2 separate regions of the Triticum aestivum genome follow, and region 2 is linked to region 1. Evidence: chromatin contacts called from public Hi-C data. All regions are on one chromosome and are shown on one strand. Each heading gives the region's core, a stretch centred on a gene start, on an enhancer-like site or on the middle of the called end of the contact. The rest is flanking DNA. Distances are from core to core; before and after follow the strand shown.

Region 1 (5,533 bases), core at 2,424-4,923:
GTTCACTGGAGCGGTGTTGTAGTGGCTCCAGGGGATAGGATGATGTTCGGCTCAATGGTTTTGACTCTCCAAACTGAGGCAAATACTGTGGCTGTGGACACAATTGTTTGCTGTCTTGAAATTCATCGCTGTCCAGTATATCATGATCCACCCAATTCGAGAACTCTGCTTCCTGGGCCCAGTCGGTAGTCAAAGAACCTAAAGAAACACGATATTTAGCTCCGGAATACAGAAACGAAAATCTGGACATGTATATGGACAATATTTAGGGTTTGATTATCATCTTCCATATTAAACATGTCTAAATAAGGTGGCCAGCGCAATGTTAAGTATATCTATGTTTAGACTACATGTAACATGAAGAAACTTTTCCAATATCAAGCTTCAGTAGTAACTGGGGGCAGAAATGCAACTTACTTTCCCTGGAAATTGATCGTCTATCACCAATAACACCAGGATTCCTTGTTCCACCAATACTTCGGTTCAACTGAAGACAAGACATTTTTTTTCAGTAAGCAGTCCATGAGAAATAAAAAGGGGAAAACATTAGGTGGCCCATGAAAGGGCCTATACTCAGTTTTAACTCACAAGGCTCAAAGATCTTGACAATGTACTATACCTATTCCATTTATTTTTAACATATTAGTACATTTCAACTTTGGTATTTAGATATGTAAGAATGCAATCCGGATTCATGCCATATTTTGAACTTGAGTGACCGATTAAATCTGGGCATATGGTGTGTTTTATCCACTTATATATGAATGGCTAAAACTAGAACTTGTGTGACCGATTAAAAAAATGTGTTTTATCCACTTATCCTTAGCATATAATAACTCAGAGTACTCCAAAGTCATTTTCAGGATTGCATAATTTGACACAATAGATCATCTTTTTCACAATATATTAGTTGACCATATATTATGCTCAACGTCTTATAATACTTTACAGAGGGAGTATTTTAGAAAGACTCATGAAATAGTACAGGAAAATAACTGCATTGAGCATGAAGTAATAAGCCTTCAAGAGCATAAAGGGTCATCCTGGACATACTAAATCGTTTGAAACTACAGATAATTCAATATATTATAACCATAGGTATGAAATATAAGACCACCAACTGAAGTAATCAAGTTAGATATAGGCTGCTAACCTTTGCGAATGTGCTTGCAAGATCATCAATTTCAGACAAGTTACTCATGCAATCAATCTGCAAAAACATAAGAACAAGACAAATTTTCATCATGAAAAATAGAGGGAACATGACTACAGGAGTCAAAAGAAAGCAAGGCTGAAAGAAGAGCGACCAAAGTTACACAGTAGGCAGGAAAAAACTTGCAGAATAAGGAAATCTAGAAATGATTTATGAAGCAAATTGGCAACGTTAAACATGAAAGTGGTGGAAATTGAGCTACTTCAGAATGTAATGTCGAAGGTTTGATAGGTCAGTCCTATATCATTATACTTGCTACGAAAGTCTATATTGGGCGATCAACTACAAAGAAAGAAAATAAAGCATTTTGATCTCCAGACAAGCCTAGTAGCTACAGATTCTTCATTCCAGTATAATAGCTACAGCCTATAGGCCTACGCACTTATAGGCACTGACTAGAAGTAAAAACAGTTAGGCAGAATACGCTCGCATTTGCATCATGAAATACTGCAAGGTGTCACCTAAAGTTCCATACCAAGTAGCAATCACTTTAAGTTGCACCTGGTTACCAGATCTGCTCAATAAATGGATATGGGTACTCAAATCTAAGTCCAGATGGCAAAAACACTGATGGTGTTTGTGTATGTGGTGGGACATAGTGCAGAAGAAAGAAGGAATTTTATTTGATCCAAAGACGCATCCTACCATCACGTCCCTTTCCTGATGACAACAGCTCAATTTACATTTCTCAGTACTGAGATATTATTATAAAGAACGCTCATAGTTGACAATAAATCCTCCATGTTCTAAAAATACACTTTTGTTCAATCAAGTCCTAACCAATAAAAAGACACAAAAAATATGATGGTTATAACACTTATGGATGCAATTTACTATATGTTTTCTTATCATCTTAAGTATTAAGTCAAGATGTATCCCCCTCTAAGACTAGAGTAAAAAGGACGGAGCTATCATCCTACTGCAGAAAAGAGCACCCACTCATGAGTCATGACTCATCCAAAAGTAGCAATCACCAATAAACACGGTCAGGACTGTGCGAAACATGCAATGCACATAATTTCACAGCTTTCAAACATTAGCAAACACCAATACACAAAGAGAACTTTAGGAAGCATGCAGCAGTGCAGCACACAATCAATAGCAACAGGGAAGCCGGCTTCGCGGGATACTACCATCACGTCTTTTACAGCTGACAATAGCCCAATTTACATTTCTCAGTACTGAGTTATTATTATAAAAGAATGCTCATAGTTGACAATATACCCTCCATTTTCTAAGAGAACAATTTTGCTCAATCGAGTCCTAACCAGTTAGAAACACACACAAAAATGATTTTCTTAGGTACATTTTGTGGAGATCATAACGCTTAGGGACACAATTTACTACTCCCTCCGTCCGGAAATACTTGTCGGAGGGACTATGTTTTCTTATCACATTAAATCAGATGCAATCCCCTCCAAAACTAGAGGGGCAGTTCTCTTGACCTATTGCATCCAAAGTACACAATTCCTCCTTACAAGAACAAAAACAAAAGGCAAAAATCGAATGTACTACCGCCGACCAGTACGTCCAAAAACAACAAGCTATCATCCTGCTGCATAAAAGAGTATCCACTCAGACTCATCCAACAGTGGCAAGCACCAACAAACAGAGTCAGGACCGTGCGAAACATGCAATGCACATAATTTCACAGCTTTCGAACAGTAGCACGCACCAACACAAAAATCAGGGCTCTACGAAGCATGCAGCACACAATCGATAGCAACAGCGGAAGCCGGATACAAAGTCGGTGAGAGCCGCACCTCTTCCCCCACAGGAGACAGCTGGTATGCCCCATCATCGTGCCCACCGAAGCCGCCGCCATAGCCGCTGTCCAGGCCGACGTCATCCGCCATGCTGCCGCCGAGCTCCAGCCCCTCCAGCGGCGCCTTGCCGAAGAAGGAGTACTGCCCCGAGTCGAAGCGCGAGCTCTCTGCAGAGGAAGCAACAAAGAAAAACACATAAATCTCCATTGGTGCCACGCGAAAACGAGAGAATCTGCCCAGGCCGCGCGCGAGGGACGCGAAATTCAGCGGAAGCACGCGGAGAAGCGCCGTCTGCGGCACGGATTCGACGGTAAGGCCGCTGAGTTGCGAGCCCAGGCAGGCGGATCAAACTCAGCAAACTACAGCCCACCAGAACATCACTGGGCAGCGCCGCAGCGGAAGGAATCGCAATCACCTGCGGTGGAGGCCGACGAGGATGAGCCACCGCCGCCGCCGCCGGCGTCCGCCCGGAGGCCCCTCATCGCAGGCAGGGAGCGGGCGGCGCTGCTAGGGTTTGGATTCCGGGGGCGGGCACGCGCTTGGGTTTTGGATCTGGGGGAGCTGCGAGGCGGAGAGGGGTACAGCCGAGGAAAGCTCGCTCAGTAGACGCGCCTTGGCTGCTTTACTTCCCTCCCCTTCTCTCTTGGCCTTGGACTCGACAATAATCTTTAAAAATATAAGCCGAAAATGATAGTTCCAGCATTATTTATATTTATTGATAGATATAGATAGATAGATATTGATATATGGCGTGCTGGTGTGGAGAAAGTTGCTGCTGGATGGCACCAGAAAAAACTGACGGAGTGATTACAGTGATGAGAGGAGACTTTGGCTTGGCGTGTGTGCTACTCCATCTGCCCCTTTTATGGCTCCTTTCCGCGCGTTGATGCGGCGACGTACCTCATGCCTCCATTCAAATAGTGTAAAGCTTTTTCTCTTGGCCTTGCTTGCTTTGCCGCTCGCTTATGATCATTTGCCACGTTAATGGCGCCCTTTCTGTTGGTAACAACTAACAACTGGCAGAACATGATGGTACTATTTCATTGGCCCGGAGCTAGGTGTGTGCAATGGTTGTAGAAAAGGTTTTGCTGAGCATATATTCCCAAAGCAAAACTTATAGAGCATGGTCTCACATACACCAGTCATCATCATCATTTGTGTTGTCGGATGAAAGCAAGGGCCCGTTTGGAAAGTGGCAGGCAACCTTGGATGAACTTTGCATAAATTTGGTGCCCTCACAAATTTGAAATTATTTAGTTGTGTGTACAAGTGAATTTAAGTTGCCAATAGAAACTCAAAGGAGGTTGCTCTCACGCTCTCTGTGCTGAAAATCATTGAAAACCACGAAAGCAACACTCTAATTGAGTCGACTTCTCTCTCAGTATCTCCCCACTTTCTTATCCCGTCATCGGTCCCCGGATCAAGTGATAGTGGTACCATCACCATCCCCAACCATTCGACCATCTCTCTGTGTGTGTATGTGTGTGTGTGTGTCATGCGTTCATGTGAGACTGAGCTCCCACTATCAGCCTGAACTCGCCATTGGACACATCAATTCCTTTTAGACCTAATATTTTAAAAACCAGTTGAAACTGGTGAGCTATGAGGTCTGATCCTCTTGAAATATTGTTTAGCCAAAATAATGTTTTGGCCCATTCCACTGCTCGTCGTTGTCGCGATGGATCTGTCGGAGCCCATCACGAGGTTCGTCGCCATGACGGACCCAGAGAAGTTGGACGGCAAGAGCATCACATGAAGGAGAGGGCGAAGAAGAAGGTGCAAATGTCCGCTCAAATAGGAGCTCCTCCTCCACAGCGGATCATCATGTCGATGCTGCCCTGACCCACCTAGTACAAGAAGTCGTACTACTTTGCTGCCTAGCAGTATATTTAGCCTGACACACAACAATCGCCACAACACTCTGCCGCTTCATTCAACTCTGGCCACCCTCCACCGTACACCATTGACTTCAACAGTGATTACGTGTTCACTGAGTCGTCGATGCTCGCCCGGTCGCGGTTGTTGTCCGAGGACCCTCGTCCGGCGATGTCCGGTCACTATCTTGCGGAATGCCTCTCCAAGATCAACGGCAGCCACCGACGAGGCGATGATAAACATGATCAACAACAGCGGCAACCGTGAGGACAGGCAAGTCGATGACAACTACTCACCATAATTGGAGCAAGATACGCCGACGGACACCCAACAGTCATATGTGCCCAATGCAGACGCAAATAAGAAGGGGTGATTGTCAAACTCGAGCAAGAGGATGAATTGTTGTCTTTGGAGCGGTTGGGCACAAGTGTTGATCCTCTTCAAGGCACGGAGCAAAAAGGGCTCGGCTTTTTGGCAAAGTGTGCACGATTGGTTTCATGAGAAAAAGCATTGCACCTCGGCAACAAGGAATTGATCAATGATCGAAATCCGAAGTCGCTAAGCACCAACGATACACCATTCAAGAGGTCGTCAACAAAGCATTGTAGTGTACATATGGAAAACTAGTGGCCAAGTAGCGCGTCACTCCTCGATCTCGTAAGTTTTGCATTGTTCATGG
Region 2 (5,984 bases), core at 44-2,543, 200 kb after region 1:
CAAACCGAATGCATATATAAAATTTTTCCTCCGGAATCCTTGTTCCTATGTTTTTCCTATAAAAATCTTCCAAACCGAATGAGGCCTTATCATGGATCACATGGATGATAAAAAAGGTGTTGTAAAGTCACAACCATAGAGACAAGTCAAACACATTGCTTAAAAATCTTCAATACCCCGGAGTGCAAATGGCAAAATGCGCAGATCAAACAAATCATAAAACCCCATGAATCTAACGCAAGATTGAGTCCCCTCGACACCCTCCAATAATCACTGGGATCAGAATCAATACCCTCACAATATTTCGTCCATGAGCAATGCAACAATGAGCAAAGTGACACAGGGCAAGGGAACAACGAGGCGGAGTTAAACCACGCCAGGGAGGCTAGGGCTCCATCAGAGACAACTTATCGCCAACTCGTACACTGGAAAAGCAGATGCGAGGTGGGGGGTTGTTGTTGGTTGAGCCATATTAGGACGGCGCGAGGCAATGAGTCATCATCCTAGCGTTGTCCTCCGTGGGCGGCATATGACGACAAATGGACGATGTCGGCAACTGTTACCGACCTAGGCAAGAACACATCAATGACCCGTTAAGGTGGCAATGGCGCAACGATTGTCGTCTACTACCACTACCCCTTCACGAGTACATACAGACGATCCATGATGATCATATAACGACATCATCATGTAAGGTGGCAATGATGCTAGTGTCGAGAAAAAGTGCAGATCAAGGTTTTTTTTCACTTCAGAAAATCACGGTTTGAGAAGGGTGACCGACACTCCTAGCAGCGCACAGCTGAAACGATGCGGGTTTGTCACCATTTTGAAGCCGGTGCTAACAACCATCCCACCTACTCATTATATTTTTGCAAGCACACAAGGCTCAAGGTCATCAATGTCCGCCTATAAAACTCAACCTAAAAATAACCATTTAGATCGATGGATTGAGAAATAAGTAATAAACACCTCTTAAATAAAGAAAGAAGAAGAGAAAACGTGGACACACGGTTTGCCAACGAGATAACCCGCCGAGCCGCCCGAAGGCGGCAGGCGGCGTGTGCCGTATCCGCACAAGCAAATGGAACAAATTAAAAAAGGAGGCACTCATCGGGGCGGGACGAGCGGGTTGATGGGCCGACCGACGGCGACGGTGCAGGCCGGGGAGCGAGCGGGGCCAGTCGCGTTGTGCGCGGCAGGTGGGGGACCCCGACCCCGGCGCCGCAGCAGTACAACAACTAGCACAACCATAGAGAGCAGGCTCCAAACAGGGTAGAGAAGCCACGCGGAAGTTTCGTTCCGGGGAGTCAAAGCCAAGCCACGCTTCTCTCACACGCACGCACGCACAGCGCAGGCAGCGCTCTTCCTCCCTCCCTCCCTCCCCATCGGCGCGGCGGGGCTGGCCTTTTCTCTCTCCTCCCTCCCCCTCACACGCTTTGCCTTTGCCCACGAAAAGGACAACCAACCCGGAGCGACGCAGCCAGGCAGGGGTGAAGAGAAGAGAAGAGAGGAGAAGGAGAAAAAAAAAGGCGTGAGTCCCCCCTCCCTCCCCCTTTTGCTCCAGTCGCCGCCGAGATCCGCCCCGCGCCCGCCCCCGCCGCCGCCCTGCGCCGAGGTGAGCGCCCCGCCCGCCGATCCGCGCCGTCCGGTTAACCCCGCGGTTCCAGATGGCTCTCCCATCCCCGCCTCCCCTCTCTCTCTCTTTCACCCTGGATTGGGTAGTGGCCGCCGCTGCGGTCGGGAGCGGGGGCTTTGGCGGGCCCCCGGTGGCGAATTCGGCGCCCCGCGACGCCGCGCGCGGCCGCGGGCTCGGGAGTGCGGTGGCGTGTGTTTCGGTGGTTTGACGGGGGGTTTTGGCGCCGCTCCTCGTCCGCGTTTTTCCGGGGCGCCTCGCGCGCGCGAGCCGGCAATGCGATTTCCGGGTCGAATTCCGCGAATCTCCGCGCCGGAATGCTGCTGTTCGAGAATTTTTTTTTTGGTGGGGGGTGGGGGTTTCGGCTGGGAATTGGGATCTTACGTTCCGTTTACTGGTTCGTAACCGGCGCGTCAGCCGCTGCTGTCGACGGAGGATTCATGCCCAGTGCGGCTTAGTTTCGGGATTTTTGACTGGGTTTAGGTGTCGTGTCCGAAAATAGCAGAAACTTGGAAGGATTCTATTGACCGTTCCCTCCCTCGCCCGTGTAAGTCGTGCGATGGATGGCAACTTGTGCGAACGATTCTGACTGATGGTAATTTTCTATGGTTTTTCCAGATAGGCATCATTCCAGCATCGGGTTCTACGGAGGAGGTGCCGGTTTGGACATCTGATCCATTTGGAGGGTATTGACCGCTTCAGAGCCAGAGCTCCTCTGGCCTGTGGGCGGCTGCTGGATTGGTCAATATAATACGCTCTCTGGTCTTAGAGATGATGCCATTGTGAGCACAAGATGGATTCCGCGAGAAGTTGGTTCCAGAAGTTCCAGCCGCGGGACAAGTCCAAGAGCCCGGCGGTGCCTGCCAGCCATGGGAAGGATCCTGGGAAGCCCCCAGTCGACGACGCGCCTTCTAGCGCGACCAAGCAGAAGGTCGCCGCGGCAAAACAGTACATTGAGAACCACTACAAGACTCAGATGAAGTCCTTGCAAGATAGGAAAGAGAGGTAGGCTGGCAACTTAAATGTTTGGCGCGCTTTCCCCTGCTTTAGCTGTGGATTTAGGTACTTGACTCCATCTGGTTCAGTATCCTACCATGCTGCGGAGTAGGAAAGCGACAAGCACCCTCCTTGTTGCTATTACCAAGCATGATGCTTAATAACACACATCACATGCCATGTTGGGATTGGAATGGTAAACACCGATTCAGGTTGTTAAGATGAAGTCCTTGGGCCACACAAGTTGTTTGTCACCATAAATAGGAGTTCCAGTGGATTAAAGCTCTAGCTCCAAATTAGGTACATAGCTTGAACGGTTTGTTGAGTCCTCCAGTTGCACAAGTGGCTTAGTAAAACATTTAATTCACTACCAGGTATATTAATCTCAAAATACTTCGCTCAAGGTGATTAATATACCCATTTTGAAAGCCGTGTAGTCCGTTTCAGAGCTTTTGGTTGACACCATCACTGTTAATTTCCACATTGCACAATTTCGATAACCTGCGTCTGATTGTTTATTTCGTTCTCAGTTAAAACTTGTATCAACATTACTCCCTAAGATGTATATTTTGCATCGATTGTAACTCATTTCAATCTGCTTCATGCTTTGATGTGCCACTTCTGTTTGAGACTAATTTACTGGCTACAATTTAGTCATCATCCTGATCTGATATCGTTGTCTACTTTTAGGCGCTGGATGCTGGAGAGGAAATTACAGGATGCTGAAGTTCCTGCAGAAGAGCAGAACAACATTCTAAAACATTTGGAGAAAAAGGAGACTGAATATATGCGTTTGCAAAGACACAAGATGGGGGTTGAAGATTTTGAACTTTTGACAATTATTGGAAGAGGTGCATTTGGAGAGGTACCTCTCAGTTTGGTCCCTGTTGTTTATTTATATGTTTATAACCTCCTATGTGGCATGACTTCTTGGTCTTCTAATTCTGGTTGTCAATAGTAGGTTCAGAAGACCAATATTGGGCTTGACACTATTGCTCATCCTACCTTTTCCCCATAAACATGATCTCTTATGTAATCACAAAATTGTGCTGCTCTGTGCTCCCTCTATACTTGCCGCTCAACACGGAACGTCCTGTGTATTCTTTGTCTACAAGCATGCCCATGCGTCATTGTTCTTTAGGCGGTAAGGTGACCTAAGGCGAGCACCCACCGCCCTGATGCCTAAGCGACTAAGGCAGGAAAAATTGAAAGGCGCTGCTAGGGTGCCTTGCCACCTAAGCGTCCAAGGCAGGACGCCTTAAAAACAATGTCCTACGTTGCTACGGAACCACAATATGATTGTAGTTGTATTGAATTAAGAGTATAGAACAACCAACACACTTGCAACACTGCGAAGAAAAACTCAAGCAAGCAGCAACACTGGCCTTGCGTAACTGCAGCGGCCATGGGAGCACCAGTGCAAGATTTGAAGCGGCAGAGCCATGTCTGGATTTTGAAATTTGAAAGCTAGGATGATTGAGATTGGAACCATGAGTTGGTTGCGAGATCTTTTGGGTTTCTACTCTAGCCAACCCCAACTTGTTTGGGACTAAAGGGTTTGTTGTTGTTGATTGATGATGATGATTGAGGTTGGAAGGAGGGCCGGCCGGAAGACATGGATTGGGGAGTAGCCACAGCAGGGAAAACAATTGGTTGGCAGATTGACTGGCTGGTTCGTCTCGGTAGTTTTTTTTTCCCGTATTGCCATGTATATACTTATAAAAGACTTCCCCATTCGAAACATGCGTGAGGTGGCAGCTTGTTGGTTTGACTGAGTGGTGTAGAGGCAAGTGTGAGGTTCGAGGCTCCCCGACTGCATTATTTCTGTTTTTTTTTTAAACTGAGAGGGTCTAGTGGGTCCTAGATAGACGAGGGAAATTGAGGTGGAGTTTGGGGGGGCTCACCGCTACCACCAACTCCAATTTATAAGATGGTAGTGAAGTAGAGATATATAGTCACGTAAAAAAAAGCGTGTACCCAGTGCCGAAAGCTCCCACACAAGGTAGGTGGGTCTAGCAGCCTTACCCCTTGCATAATAATTCTGTGAGGAGGCTGGTTCGAACGCAGGACCTCCAGGCCACAAGTGGAGACTCTACCACTGCGCCAGGCCCGCTCTTCATATATCACATCAGGATAAAAAGAATCCCTTCATACAAGGATTTCCCTTTCATCCTTTTCAGCAAGAGAACATGAGAATAATGTTTTTGCATAGTGCAGTTGACCCGTATACTTATAAAGCAACGTTTACAGGCTGGCCTGGTTTAGTGGTGTGCTCTGTTCTTCTGATATATTTTCTTTCAGTTATTTCCTATGCCTTCCCTATTCTTCTCCAGCTGTGTTGTTCTTTCCCCTGCACTATAAAAATGTATGCCCAGTTAGCCCGTTACAGCCCAGTTCTTTTAGCGGCTTCTATAATAAGCTGCCCCCTCCCTAGCTTAGTTTACAAGACGGCCCCCCATATCCGTGGGCGCTTCTTTAGAAGCTCCAACCAATATGGGGGGCGGCTTCTAGAATAAGTTGGGGAGGGGGCGGCACTGTCATAAGCCGCCAAAAGAACTGGGCCATATTTAATAAAGTAACCATCTCCAGTTATTTGTACTTTTTTGGTCATCGCTATGTGCGTCATGTTTAATGTCATTCTGAATTGTGATTATGCAGGTGCGTCTTTGTAGAGAGAAGACCTCTAAAAGTGTATATGCAATGAAAAAGCTTAAGAAATCTGAAATGCTTCGTAGGGGCCAGGTAACCGTGTACGGTTTATCCCTTTTTTTGTATTTTCCATTTCTGGTTATATGCTGTCCTCTGACACAGTGTCATGTTTGTACACATTTCAGGTGGAACACGTCAAAGCCGAAAGAAACCTTCTTGCAGAAGTCGATAGTGCGTACATAGTAAAGCTTTACTATTCTTTTCAAGATGATGAGTTCTTGTATCTCATCATGGAGTACCTTCCTGGTGGTGACATGATGACTTTGCTCATGCGCAAGGACACTCTGACAGAAGATGAAGCCAAATTTTACATCGCTGAAACTGTACTAGCAATAGAGTCCATTCACAAGCACAATTACATTCACAGGTATCGTGTATAACGGTTCTCTTGCTCTGTTAATAATTCTGCCACGTAGGTAATCTAAGATATATTTTTGTGTTTCTTCTGTCAGGGATATCAAGCCAGATAATTTATTGTTAGATCTCAGTGGTCACTTGAAGCTTTCTGACTTTGGATTGTGCAAACCTTTGGATAGCAGTAATTTTCCAAATTTGAACGAACCGGACTATACACCTGGAAAAGGTGCTAAACCTTTACCCGATAACACCAGTCGATTAACTAACTCTTCTGCACCGAAGCGTACGC

Evidence for each region. A called contact is a pair of places that touch in the nucleus more often than the background predicts.
Region 2: a contact with region 1 is called in a Hi-C map of leaf, with 7 times the contacts expected there. The contact joins the promoter of LOC123182595 here to the promoter of LOC123182590 in region 1. A contact is called at or near these places in 4 of 5 Hi-C or Micro-C datasets (leaf and an unstated tissue) and 1 of 1 datasets of contacts at active chromatin or transcription factors (leaf).

What each region holds. Positions count from the first base shown.
Region 1 is chr1D:425,417,594-425,423,126 of IWGSC CS RefSeq v2.1, forward strand. It overlaps LOC123182590 (protein PAT1 homolog 1), which reads right to left and starts at 3,674. Exons shown (of 5, transcript XM_044595218.1): 1 at 3,395-3,674; 2 at 2,977-3,146; 3 at 1,154-1,210; 4 at 418-487; 5 at 1-198. The coding sequence starts at 3,461.
Region 2 is chr1D:425,619,511-425,625,494 of IWGSC CS RefSeq v2.1, forward strand. LOC123182595 (serine/threonine-protein kinase tricornered) reads left to right here and starts at 1,294. Exons shown (of 14, transcript XM_044595225.1): 1 at 1,294-1,531; 2 at 2,252-2,638; 3 at 3,320-3,494; 4 at 5,288-5,371; 5 at 5,464-5,705; 6 at 5,791-5,984. The coding sequence starts at 2,427.